4 separate regions of the Mus musculus genome follow, and all the other regions are linked to region 3. Evidence: chromatin contacts called from public HiChIP or PLAC-seq data. All regions are on one chromosome and are shown on one strand. The core of a region is the stretch at or near the end of the contact, and the rest is flanking DNA. Distances in the headings are between cores, read along the strand shown. Region 1 holds the start of Prss57 (protease, serine 57). Region 2 holds the start of Polrmt (polymerase (RNA) mitochondrial (DNA directed)). Region 3 holds the start of Midn (midnolin). Region 4 holds the start of Misp (mitotic spindle positioning).

The links. HiChIP or PLAC-seq counts read pairs in DNA pulled down with a chosen protein or histone mark.
Region 1: a contact with region 3 is called in an H3K4me3 HiChIP or PLAC-seq map of neural tube, with 2.9 times the contacts expected there. The contact joins the promoter of Prss57 here to the promoter of Midn in region 3. A contact is called at or near these places in 8 of 39 promoter capture datasets (the SN4741 cell line, cranial neural crest, embryonic stem cells and 4 more), 5 of 484 Hi-C or Micro-C datasets (Sertoli cells and embryonic stem cells), 9 of 115 datasets of contacts at active chromatin or transcription factors (the SCID.adh cell line, differentiating embryonic stem cells, embryonic hindbrain and 5 more) and 3 of 9 other capture datasets (adipose tissue, liver and pancreatic islet).
Region 2: an H3K4me3 HiChIP or PLAC-seq map of bone marrow-derived macrophages shows a contact between it and region 3, with 2.7 times the contacts expected there. The contact joins the promoter of Polrmt here to the promoter of Midn in region 3. A contact is called at or near these places in 3 of 39 promoter capture datasets (hippocampal neurons, liver and pre-B cells) and 4 of 115 datasets of contacts at active chromatin or transcription factors (bone marrow-derived macrophages, craniofacial prominence, embryonic stem cells and 1 more).
Region 4: an H3K27ac HiChIP or PLAC-seq map of embryonic stem cells shows a contact between it and region 3, with 8 read pairs. The contact joins the promoter of Misp here to the promoter of Midn in region 3. A contact is called at or near these places in 12 of 39 promoter capture datasets (the C10 cell line, the SN4741 cell line, embryonic stem cells and 6 more), 1 of 15 datasets of contacts at CTCF or cohesin (large pre-B cells), 4 of 484 Hi-C or Micro-C datasets (CD4 T cells, the CH12 cell line, the G1E-ER4 cell line and 1 more), 17 of 115 datasets of contacts at active chromatin or transcription factors (the NIH/3T3 cell line, the SCID.adh cell line, craniofacial prominence and 10 more) and 4 of 9 other capture datasets (adipose tissue, embryonic stem cells, liver and 1 more).

What each region holds. Positions count from the first base shown.
Region 1 is chr10:79,787,597-79,790,455 of GRCm38.p6, forward strand. It overlaps Prss57 (protease, serine 57), which reads right to left and starts at 1,389. Exons shown (of 5, transcript NM_001042710.1): 1 at 1,247-1,389. The coding sequence starts at 1,346.
Region 2 is chr10:79,744,894-79,747,924 of GRCm38.p6, forward strand. Polrmt (polymerase (RNA) mitochondrial (DNA directed)) reads right to left here and starts at 1,688. Exons shown (of 21, transcript NM_172551.3): 1 at 1,572-1,688; 2 at 781-879. The coding sequence starts at 1,659.
Region 3 is chr10:80,146,797-80,149,714 of GRCm38.p6, forward strand. Midn (midnolin) reads left to right here and starts at 1,476. Exons shown (of 9, transcript NM_021565.2): 1 at 1,476-1,553; 2 at 2,886-2,918.
Region 4 is chr10:79,819,338-79,822,396 of GRCm38.p6, forward strand. Misp (mitotic spindle positioning) reads left to right here and starts at 1,684. Exons shown (of 5, transcript NM_030218.2): 1 at 1,684-1,756. It overlaps Palm (paralemmin), which reads left to right. Exons shown (of 9, transcript NM_023128.4): 9 at 1-1,559. The coding sequence ends at 224.

The DNA.
Region 1 (2,859 bases), core at 139-2,638, 360 kb before region 3:
TGGAGGCTGGGCTGAGAGGAAGGGGCAAACCTAGAGGGAGGCATCCAGGAAGCAAAGGCAGGAGGATCTCTGTGGGTTCAGAGTCAGCCTGGTCTACATGGAGAGTTACAGGCCAGCCAGGGCTACATGATGAGACCTCGCCTAAGAGTGAGTGTGTGTGTGTGTGTGAGAGAGAGAGAGACAGACAGACAGACAGACAGAGACAGAGACAGAGACAGAGACAGAGACAGAGACAGAGACAGAGACAGAGACAGAGATGAGACAGACAGACAAAGCCAGTCCCAGGCACCCTCAGCACCACATAAGCATGGTGTAGCAGTGCAGGCCTGCTGTTTCAGAACTCTGGAAGTGGAGGCAGGAGGATCAGGAATTCAAGGTGATTCCCTTTTCAGCTGCCCAGCTATTTCAAGGTGCCTGGACCACGAGAAACCCACTTTACTTAAGAGAAATAGAGGGGACCAAGTGGTGGGGCACACCTTTAATCCCAGTGCTTGGGAGGCAAAGGCAGGCAGATTTCTGAGTTCGAGACCAGCCTGGTCTACAAAGTGAGTTCCAGTACAGCCAGGGCTACACAGAGAAACCCTGTCTTGAAAGCAAACAGATAGACAGACATGGATGGATGGATGGATGGATGGATGGATAGATAGATAGATAGATAGATAATTAAAGACTGAGGCTAGGAGACCTTTTGGGCCTGTGATAGGTTCAGCAGGCAAAGGCACATGCTACCAAGCTTGACAATCTGAGTTTAATCCCAGGAACCCCTATGGTAGAAGGACAGAATCGACCCCTGCAAGTTTTCCACTGGTTGTGACAAGCACTATCTACATGTACTCTCTCAAAATAAATAAATGTAATTTTTAAAAAATAGGAGGCTTGGAGAAATGGCTCGTTATTTAAAACCCCTGGCTGGTCTTACTGAGGACTTAGATTCTAATGCCAGCATCTACATGATTGTTGGAACCGACTGTAAATTCCAGGGGATCTGATGCCACCTTCTGGTTCCTCCAGGTACTGCAGGCATGCAAACATACAGGCAAAACACTAATACACACAAAAATAAAAACAAAACAAAACAAAAGCTAGGAAGCCCAGTCTCCACGATCTTGTACCTGAGGTGGCTGAAGTCCCTACTGGCTGCCCCACCCCCACCCCATAGCCTCCTGCCTGAGCAAGAGTACACGTGCATCCTGTGTGGGAGCCTGGTCACCTTGGGTAGGGTCTAATGGCCATTTGGAGTTCTCACCAGGGAGCCACATGAGCTGGGTCAGGGCAGCTGCTGTAGTCAGCACCAGACAGTGCCAGCCTCCTCTTGTCCCAGGCACCATAGCTGTAGAGGATGGCATCTTTCTGGTGAGGTCTGCAGGTGCAGGAGGCACCCAACGGTTCAGTCCAGAAAGTTGTTCCGGGTCTGTGGTCTGTGGTCAGAAGGTGGAGCAGGCACTTCTGGAAATCAGGGGAGGCCACGTTACTGTTTCTTGTCTCCAACTGTGCTGCTCATGAAAACCCAGAAGTTTAGAAACAAGATTGGTTTGTGAGCTCAAACTCCCCTTGTACCTTCCTACTAGATTATCTGGCCACTGAACGCATTCAGACCTTCTCAGGGGACAGTCATCCTGGAAGCACCAACTCTGCTTATCTGTCTGTCCCCAGCCAGGTAGCCCAGGAGCAAGCACCTTGACCCTTGACCTCAGTTTCCCCATCATGAACCTGAGGTCAGTGAGGACCATAAAGCTAGTTCTTTGGGGAGGGCTCTGAGTTGGGCTGACTTTATTGCTTTTACTGAGGTCCTACTGTATACCATACTTCCTTGGAAGAACTGGGGACATAGCAGAGAGTGACCCTAAGGTCTGGAGTCCAGAGACCACCCATCAGGATATGTGCTGGGCTTGGGTTTCCTCGTGGTGGGGACCTTTGGGAGAGAAAGTTCAGTTATCTGGCCTCTAATTCAATACGCTCTTGAACTAGCTATCCAGCTGAGAATAGCCCTGAACGCCTGCCTGCCTCTCCCTCCTCTATCCTCCAAGTGCTAAGGCCACAGGTGTTGTCTACCATGGACCCACGTAAGGTGGGAACATAAGCTTCCCCTAGGTTGTGAGATGGAGCCCAGAGCACACACTGGCTGGGCTTGTACTGGTCCATGCTTGTTAGCAGATGCTGCAGCTTTAATTAAGTCTGCTACAGGCTATGCCCTAGTTGGCCTGTAGGACCCACCCCAGGGCTGATGCAAATGGTAGGTACCTAAGAGCAGAGAGGGGCTTGGGTGAACTCAGGGTGCACAGTGGTCCCAGACAGCTCAGGAAGGGGAGAGGGCTCAGGGTCAGCAAGGGCATCCTGCAGGAGAAGGCACTGTTGTCTTAGCAACAACCTCCCAAAAGGGTCACTCCATCCCCCACTGAGGATGCAGGGGGAAGCTCTGCACCATTGGCCTTTGAGGGAGCCAGGGCTCAGGAAGGTAGTAGTGACCAGACACAGAGCAGGAGGGGAAGGAGGGAGAGACCCCAGAGAGCCAGGGCCAGAGGAACATAAGAGAGTAACAGAAACAGGTGAAGGTGGAATGAGACAGAGAGGGAGGGGAAGACAAAGACAGAGATAAGGACAGAAAGAAAGCCAAGCCTGAAGAGGATGCATACCTTTAACTCCAGCTCTCTGGAGACACTGGCAGATGGGTCTCTGAGATTAAAGCCAGCCTGTTTTACAGAGTGAGTCCTTGCCAAACAAAAAGCAAGCAAGCAAGCAAACAAACAAACAGAAAGCAGGTCTGGGGAGAAGGCTTAGCAGTTTAGAGCACTGGCTACTCTTCCAAAGGACCTGGGTTTGGTTGATAGCACTCACATAGTGGCAGTGGATCTGTCCCCA
Region 2 (3,031 bases), core at 438-2,937, 400 kb before region 3:
CGTGCATGCCTTTATTTTGTTTTATTTTTGTTTGTTTGGTTTTTTTTTTTTTTTTTTTTTTTTTGGTTTTTTCTTTTTTTCAAGACAGGGTTTCTCTGTGTAGCCCTGGCTGTCCTGGAACTCATTTTGTAGACCAGGCTGGCCTCGAACTCAGAAATCCGCCTGCCTCTGCCTCCAGAGTGCTGGGATCAAAGGCGTGCGCCACCATACCCGGCTCATGCACACCTTTAATCCCAGCACTCCAGGGGCAGAGGCAGGCAGACCTGAGTTCAAGGCCAGCCTGGTCTACAAAGCAGCCAGGACTTCCTACACAGAGAAACCCTGTCTCGAAAAACCAAGAAAGAAAAAAGAGAGAAAGAGAGAAGGGAGGAATGAGGAGAGAAAGAAAGAAAGAGGAAGGAAGGAAGGAAGACAGACAGGCAGGCCTGGCAGACAGGCTGGATTCCAGCTGCACCTCGACTCTGCAGGACTAAAACTGGAGACTTCTATGTCAGCATTCCAACAATGCAAATCCGGTATTGTTCAGGTGTATTTGGGGCCTCCACTGTCTTCCTAGAAGTGAGAGCCCCAGGTGGGAATCTGGAACTCAGGGAATGGAATTACAGCAGCTCCCAGAACCAGCACAAGAGGACCCACAGGACCACAGACAGGCCAGCCAGACAACACTGCTCAGTGGACTCTGGACCCCATTTTACATACTCCCTTGGAGTGGTCAGGTACAACGCAGAGCACACTCCCTCAAGGCTTCACTGTGGAGAAGGACTTAGGACACCAACTTACCTTCCAGCAGTTCAGCATGGCCCCACTCCCTCAGGACATGTTGCTCACGGGGACTGGCAGCGGAGCTCCTTCTTGAGCTGCAGAAGCCACCAAAAGTCCCTAGAAAGAGACATGAAGAATAAGAACACAGAAACCATCCTATCAAGTGGACACCGTGGCATGCACACTTATTACCCCAGGTCTCTGGAGGCTGAGGTGGGAGGGTCTCCAATTGGATTCCAGCCTGGGCTACAAAGGAAGTTCTAGGTTAAGCTAGTGTGAGTTCCTGCCTCAAACTTACGTCATGCCCAGAAAGAAATGGATCAAAAGACAAGGACTGCCAGGCATGGGATCTCAGAACTCAGGAGGTTGAAGCAGTAGGACCTGAGTTCAAATAAAGCATCCAGCATGAACCACATGGAAACACCATGGCTCAAAAAAAAAAAAAAAAAAAAAAAAAAAACACGCCCCGCCCACAAATAAATCCAGACCCAGAAAAAGACCAACTTCAAGGGCAGAACAGGCCAAAGCTATAAGGATCGGGGTGCAGGATCCAGCAAGAAGTACTCCTAACTAAAAGTAGCCAAAGGTCAATGCCAATATCCGTAAGTCCCCAACAGTGGGTCAGAGACATGGAAAAGCGAGCAACAATCAAAAGTCAAAGTGCCCTGCGGACCTAGAGAGACGTTGCCAACTAGTGCCCAGCTAAATGGGTCCCCAGAAACTCCTCCATAGGTCAAAGAACAAAGGTTGAAGGTGACCGGGATCCTAAGGAAGGGAAGATTATAGTCCTGGATCCGACACTCCTTTACCTTCCTCCGAAGGCGGGCGGTGGGGCCCAGGGGAGCGCAGAACCCGGCCAAGCCCGGCTGCGCTTCGGGTCCACCGGAGCGCCGACATGCCGCCTGCTGCCCGCAGTGCGCACGCGCACGCGCCGCCTGCAGGGAGCTGTAGTTCTGCGACTGCCGGAAGCGCTCTTAGGGTCTGTCCTGTGAGAGGAGTCGAAGGAGAACTACAACTCCCAAGAGGCAGCGGGCAGCGTGGCGGCAAGAGAGCATGCGCAGAAATACTCTTCTGATTCGTTCTTTTCATATCCAAGTTCCCTCTTTAGTTTTTATATTTTTTTGTTCTTTGATTGACTGGTTTCTGCTTTATTTTATTTGTTCATATATATGTGCGTAACATTTACATATGTGTATATATTATGTACTATATGCACATTTTTGGCACAAAGTCTCACTATTTAACCATGAATGTCCTGGAATTTAACAGGATTCCCTTGAACTCAACAGATATCCTCCTTATACTCCTGCTCTGCCACCCAGTACTGGGACTATAGTCGTGCGCCACCACGCCCAGTCCCTACCCTATTTGTTTCTCCTCCTCTTCCTCCTCCTCCTCTCTGCCTCTCTCTGTCTCTGTCTCTCTGTATGTATATGTGTTTGTGCAAATGGAATCAGGGCCGTAGAAAGATGGAAAAGACGTGTAAATAGTACCACATCGCGATTTCATTCATCCATCCATCCATTCATTCATTCACATTCACAGAGTCCCATGTAGCTCATGTTAGCTTCCAATTTACATGTATGAGAACTAATCTGGAAAGCCTGACCTTGCTGTCTTCTCCTTCCCAGTGTTGGACTAAGGGATCTATCTACACGTAGCCCAGGTTGGTTTCAAACTTCTAATGTGGCCAAAGATGACAGTGAATTCCTGATCCTCCTGCCTCCTAGCTCAGGAAGTGCCGGATGACAGATATGTGCTATCACGCACCAGCATTTTATATTTGAGACAGAATCTCACTAAATTTTCCAGGCTAATTCTGTAGCTCAGACAGTACCCTCCTGAGAAGACAGGACCTGGGCTCATTTTCTCAGTACTAGGGCTTCTACTGTCTGGAGCGCATCAGTGAGAGCTTTGGGTTTATAATCCCAGCCCTCTGGAGGTAAAGGCAGGCGGATTCAAATTTAAGCACATAAAATGCACATAAAACCTTGTCTCAATCAGGCAGTCGGGCAAGCAAACGGACAGATAAACAGACACACACACAAACTCAGAGCTGGGTGTGGTGGCACACACCGTTTTTGCTTTTGTTTTTGTTTTTTTAAAGATTTATTTATTTTATGTATCTGAGTACACTATCTCTGTCTACCAGAAGAGGGCATTGAATTCCATTACAGATGGTTGTGAGCCACCATGTGGTTGCTGGGAAATGAACTCAGGACCACTGGAAGGTCAGTCAGTGCTCTTAACCCCAGGTGGCACACACCTT
Region 3 (2,918 bases), core at 226-2,725:
TATCTCCTATGAGGAGGTGTGAGCTTTGGAGCCTGGCCTCAGGACAGGACAGCCTGTGCTGGCTGGGCTGTGTCCTGGGACAGCAGAGCAGTAGGGCGGGACTGAGAACCTGGAGGTTGGGACCTTCCTGGAGGGCAGGGCCTGGACAGATTACTGAGTCTTGGGCTTCATGCTAAGGACAAAGGACCACACAGGAAGAAGAGACAGGAAGCAGGCAGTCTGGGCACCCTGCATTTATTACAGTGGCTTTCAGTCTGAATGGTGTCAGAGCCAGCCCACCTCACCTATCCCTTCCCTGAGGTCCCTCCAGAGGCAAACCCTGCCTCTGACCTCCACACTGCGCAGCTTCAGTTTGTACTTCTGAACAAACTCCTGCTCATCCCTCAAAGTCTCTGGGCCTCCAAGTGTTCTCTGGCCTGACCATGACCCTGGGAGACTGGGAGTGTCTGGCACGCCTGTCTGCTTGGGGGCCCAGCATGCCTGTCCAGAATGATCAGCCAGAGAGGAAGGTGACCTAGGAAGGAACTGGCCTGGGAGGGGCACCCAGGGTGGTGGTGGTGCTCAGACCAGATAAGTGCAAGAGACCGCATACGTGGACAGGAGATGGAAGGTTAGGGAAGTGATGGAGGGTCTGGCCACGCTCAAATGACAAAGGGCTGGCTCCTTGGTCCATAGGTGGGTGAGTGAGTATCCACCCCAAAGGCCAGGGCCAGGGCCAGTATGTGCCGATGCATCTGTGCTGTGAGAACAGATCACACATGCCAGGCTGCAGAAGGCCTTCCTTTGCTTGTCTGGTACTTTGTAATTAACCCAGAGGGGCCTGGAGATACAGACACATTCAGCCAAGCCCACTGATGACCTGAGCTGACTTCTGGGACCCATATGCTGGAGTGAGAACCAACTATGCTATGGTGTAGGGTGCATTAGGGACTGGGCTACTCAGAGGTCACACAGGTGACTGGCCTAGGCAAGGCCAGGGATGGATGAATCGTCACAGAAATGGCCTCTGAGGTCATCGTTAAAGGATGAGGAGGCTAGGCAGCTGTCAGGGGCACCTACTGCCTAGCAGGTGACACTACCCTGTTTTCCTGGACCTAGGCTGCTGACTAAGGAACCCCTTCCCGTTCCGCCCCCCCCTTCCACACGCGGGCGCCCCCAGGCGGAAGCACCAGGCCAACAGGAAAGGGGGCGGAGCAGGGAAGCAGGCCAAACACCCCCCCAATCCTAATGTGAGGTGAACCCCAGTACATGGGGAGGTAGGAGTTACCCAGGTCGGTGACACCCCTGAGGCACTGCTCTGTGGGTGCTGCGAAGCCCTAGGGCCGGTGTCCCTGTCCAGGCCAGCAGGCGGTGGGGTGGGGTGGGGGGGTTAGGGAATGCGTCACCATTGCCCGGCCCCCCGCCCCTTGCCCGCCCAAACTCCACCCCAGGGAAGGCGGCGCGGATAAAGGCTCAGGGGCCGCCCGCCCGGCCCCAGACCGGCACGGCCACCTCTTGCCAGGACCCATACGCAGGTCATCTGGAGCAGTGGTGACCCAGGACCTACGGAGCCGGTGAGTAGGGGCGGGACCGCACGAAACGGAGAGGGGCCCCCACCCGCCGTAAACTTCTCAGGCTGTCCCACTCTTTGTTCTTTGAATCGTCCGCACCTAGTGTGCCTCAGGACCCGGAGCCCTCCAACTTGTGGGGTGGGAGGGGCTGCGCACTATGGGCACCGCCCTGGCGGGACTGCAGCTCACGCCCCCCAACCCCCCCCCCCCCCCCGCACTCAGCCAGTGACCTTGAACTGTTTGTAGACTCAGTTTCCCTTTATGTGCGGTCTTAAGTCTTCTCTGCATTGCTAAGTATAAAGGTTCTCAACGGACCCTCCCCACATGCAGACCCCCAATTCTTGGCGCACCCCTTCCCCAGCCAAGACGCACGGCACTCCTCCCCCGGGACTCGGGCAGCGCTCCCGGGCGGGGACTGCAGAGGGCGCGCCGGGGCTGCTGACTCACCGCTGCCCGAAGCGGGGCGCGCGCGGGCGCAGCCGGGGACGCCGCATCACGTCACGGCTTGGGCGGGCACACCTCGGGAAACGGGCCGACCCGGGATTGGGAGGGGGGGAAGTCAGAAAAAAAAAAACTGAGGGTGAGTTAGGTTAGGACGCGAAGTGGCACTGGTTCGGGAGGGACGGATCTAATCAAAGCCACGTCACCGAGCTGCAGGGCCCTGCCCAAGCTGTGGGTTCCGCCCAAGTTCTCCAATATCATTGCATCCACCCACCCACGGGGGCGGAAGACAGCCCTGTCCTTGAGAGGCCAGCTCGCGACCCTTGACCATGAGGCTCAGGGCTCAAGCGACAGCTTCCGCAGGCTGTAGCTTCCCGGACAGACCCAGCGGGGAGGCGCCACGATTTCCTGTTCCTTATTCGGGAACAATGGCCGGCTCCTAGCCTTTTCTCCCGACCGCTCCCGTTGCGGACTGAAGGGGTTAGGCTCGCGCAGAGGGGCGGGGAGGGGGGGTGCTAAGTCCTAAAACTCGGGTCCGCTACCCTCAGGGCCCGCCCGCCCTTTGTTAAGGTCTTTGGGCCTTATGAATGGCTCTGGGAGCGGGTGGGGGGTCGCGGGGGCTGGTCAGGATCGGCCTCAGCCCAACCCTCTTGGCATCTCCATTGGACGCAGAAGGGACGGGGCGGAGAGAAAGGGAGGGTCTCGCTGCCACGTGGGGTAGCCCCGCGGCGATTCTCATTGGCCCGGTAGCGCGACGGACTGGGCGGTCTGTGTGTTTTGATTGGCCGCCGCCAGGCCGGCGGAGTAAGTAGTGAATGGGAGGGGGCGGTGGTCCCGCCCATTGGAACGTTGATACATGATAACTTTTTTTTTTCTTCGTACTTTCACCCCCAGATCTTGCGAGCGGCGGCTGCGGCTGTTGCTAAG
Region 4 (3,059 bases), core at 434-2,933, 330 kb before region 3:
AAGCAGAAACCAAGAAGGTACTGGGCCTGCAGGACACCATCAAGGCTGAACTGGTGGTGATTGAAGACGCGGCCACGCCCAGGGAGCCCGCACCTCTCAATGGCAGCGCTGCTGAGCTCCCGGCCACCAAGGAGGAGAACCAGACGGGGCCCACGACCACGCCCAGCGACACCCAGGATCTTGACATGAAGAAGCCTCGCTGTAGATGTTGTTCTGTCATGTGAGCCGTCGGGGCACCCTAGTCCCCGGTCCCCGTCCTATGCTCCACACTCAAACCCAGCAGCCCGGCCCTCCCCGGCGCCTGCCCACCCTCACCCTCCGCCTCACAGGCCCCAGACACGTGTGTGATCCCTATGCACCTCGAGTCTCGGGTGGGGGGTGCTCTGCCCGTCACCACACTCCACACTCACCCCGAACCTCTGAGCCGTGGGTCACCCCTTGGTGAGAGACAGGCCAGCCCATATCAGCCCCTCTAAGAATGGGGACCCCTCAGTCCAGGTCACAGCAGGTTTACACAGGCGGCTTATGCCCACCGTGGTCCCAGCCTGGTGTCCCCTTGCCGCCCCAGGCCAGCCTGTCTGTGCCTTATCGTTACTTTTGGGGAGTCTTCGAGGGGACCAGAAAGGGTCTCCCTGGCCAAGGCGCCAGCGACCTAATGTGGGCAGGTGGAGTGAGGCCACAGTTCTTTGGGGACTCAAAGTCTTGAAGTTCTAGGGAGGAGGATGGGCACCTGTGGATCCCCTCCCATAGGTAGCAGAGCTCAAAGCAGGGGAAACTCTTCACCGGGGATAGAACAATCACCCGCAGGATGGAGTCATTGTTGGCCAGCCAAGCCACTCCCTGTCCTGAGTCCCACCCCCACCCCCACCATGCACACACTGGGCCCTTCTTCCTGGTGCTAATTTTGGGAGCTTTGGGGTCACCTCTGCCCTCTTCTCTAGTTGGTTTGGACCAGGGTCCTGGGTTTCCCACATACCCCCATACCCTAGAAGTCAGTGGGTATGTCTGCCAGCGCCACAAAACCTAGCATATCCAGGCAGGTTTAGGCTGCTCCACACACACTTTGGGTGGGAGTAAGGGACCCCCCCCCATCTGCCACCTGGCCTGACGGGAGCCTGGCAGAGGGTCACCAACCTTCGGGCAGGCAGCAGTAGCCACTTTGGTCCCCAGAGGCACAACCCTGCACACAGGAGCTGACTCAACTTCAAAGGACCACGCCTGGTCTAGGTCCCTTTCCTTGGGACCCCAGCCTGGTGTGCAGCAGGGTGCAGGGCCTCCTGCGGGCCCCGTCACTACCCGCAGCTACAGTAGGGGCTCAAGCAGAGGCCACGGGGTCTGTGTCCTGTCCTTCCCGTGGCCTGGAGGAGAGGCGCACTTTCCTGAGGGTGAGCTATGGCCGTGGTCATGGCACCCCCGTCTTCCTCCTCCTTTGAGTCTGCCTGAGTTCCTCAAGCCCTGAGCCTCGGCTGAAGTGCCCTTGCTGCCCCCTTCTGCTTTTGACGTGTGGCAAGGCCCCGCCCTTCACCCCCATGTTCTTGACTTTCCCAGAGAAACAAATTAAAAAAAAAAAAAAAAAAAGTGTGTAGAGCCAGGTTGCTGAAGTTCTTGGGTTTCACCTGGGCGGGAAGGGGTGCGGCCTCCTAGTGGTGGAGCCATAAAAAGGCTGGGTCCTGTAGAGCACAGGAGAAACTTCTCCCCTGCGGCTGCTGCAGCCCTCACTGGGCATTTTCGCCAGGACTCTGCGGCACCTGGTCAGGTAAGCGACAGCTGTGGCCAGCCACCCCCACGGGCCTCGGTCTCCACATCTTCCACACCCATGTCCTTGGGCTGTGATGTTGAGAGTAGAGAGGTCCTCACAGATAGCCCACAAGTTCTGAGCCAGGTTCTGCATAGTAGAGGAGTACCCCCCTTTTTTTTCATGTTTTTTTTTTTTGGAGAATTTTTTTTCCTTTGGCCTCAGTTGCCCTATCTGTATAAAATAGATGTCTAGGAGTCCTGTGTTCCCAACACACTGGGTATTCCAGACTTGAGTAAAAGGCCTATAACCAAGCTGACCTCAAACTCTTTAAGTAATCCTCCTGCATTAGTTTCCTGAGTACTGAGATGTCAGGTGTGTGGGCTCAATCAGAGGCCCTTTCAGGACTCAGTTTCCCCATGAAAGGTGGTTGGTATGGTGGAGTACCTACGATGTACGGAGGGAGGTGCTAATTCAAATCCATCCGACCTGTGGGACTGGATATGCACTGCACTTCAATGCCCACTTCTGCTAAATAGGGATGAAGGGGCCCAAGGGGGCTTTGGGAAAACTGCTGTCTCAACCCTGGCTTTGACTGTCTCCTCGATGGTAGGTGATGGGCACCACATCTGTCAAGGGCCCCTGGAGTCCAGCTGGGGGACCACGGACTGGAGGGAAGAAGGGAAGACAAGAGATTCAGAGGGACCTCACAAGCCCGCCCACGGGAGGCCAGGAACCCCAGCACTATGCCCAGGCCCCACACACAGGCCGTGGGCTGCCAGAGGGGTATGGTGGGGTCTGACCTGTTCGGTCCGTGTTCCTGGGCGTTTTACATGATTACCTTTGAGTTTTTGAGAGAGGTCTCACTCTGTAGCCAAAGTTGACCTCAAACGAATAGCAATCCCACTGCCTCAGCCTCCTGAGTACTGGGGTGTAGGCCTCTTTCTCTGTACCTGGCTTCGCGCTGGGTGTTTCTGAAGGCGTCATCGTTTCATATGAAATTTTCTGTGAATGTGACAGGGAGAATTCCCATTTCCTGGATGAGTAAGGGAGGGTCAGAGGGTTGGGGAGGAACCAGCCGGAAGCCCCACAGACCCCCTTCTAGAGAGCAGCAATTCGAGACCCAGGCCCTGAGTTTCCTAATCCTGCCGTGGTATCTGCTAGTCTGGAAACATCGTGCACATCTGTCCTTCAGCCTGCCTGGATCAAATAGGGCATTGATCGAAAGAAGAGACAGAGATTCAAAGGGGTCCCACAAGCTAGCCCAGGCTTGGGATTCAGTCTCCTCGTTCCGCAGGGATGCACCCCGCCTCAGTCAGCAGGA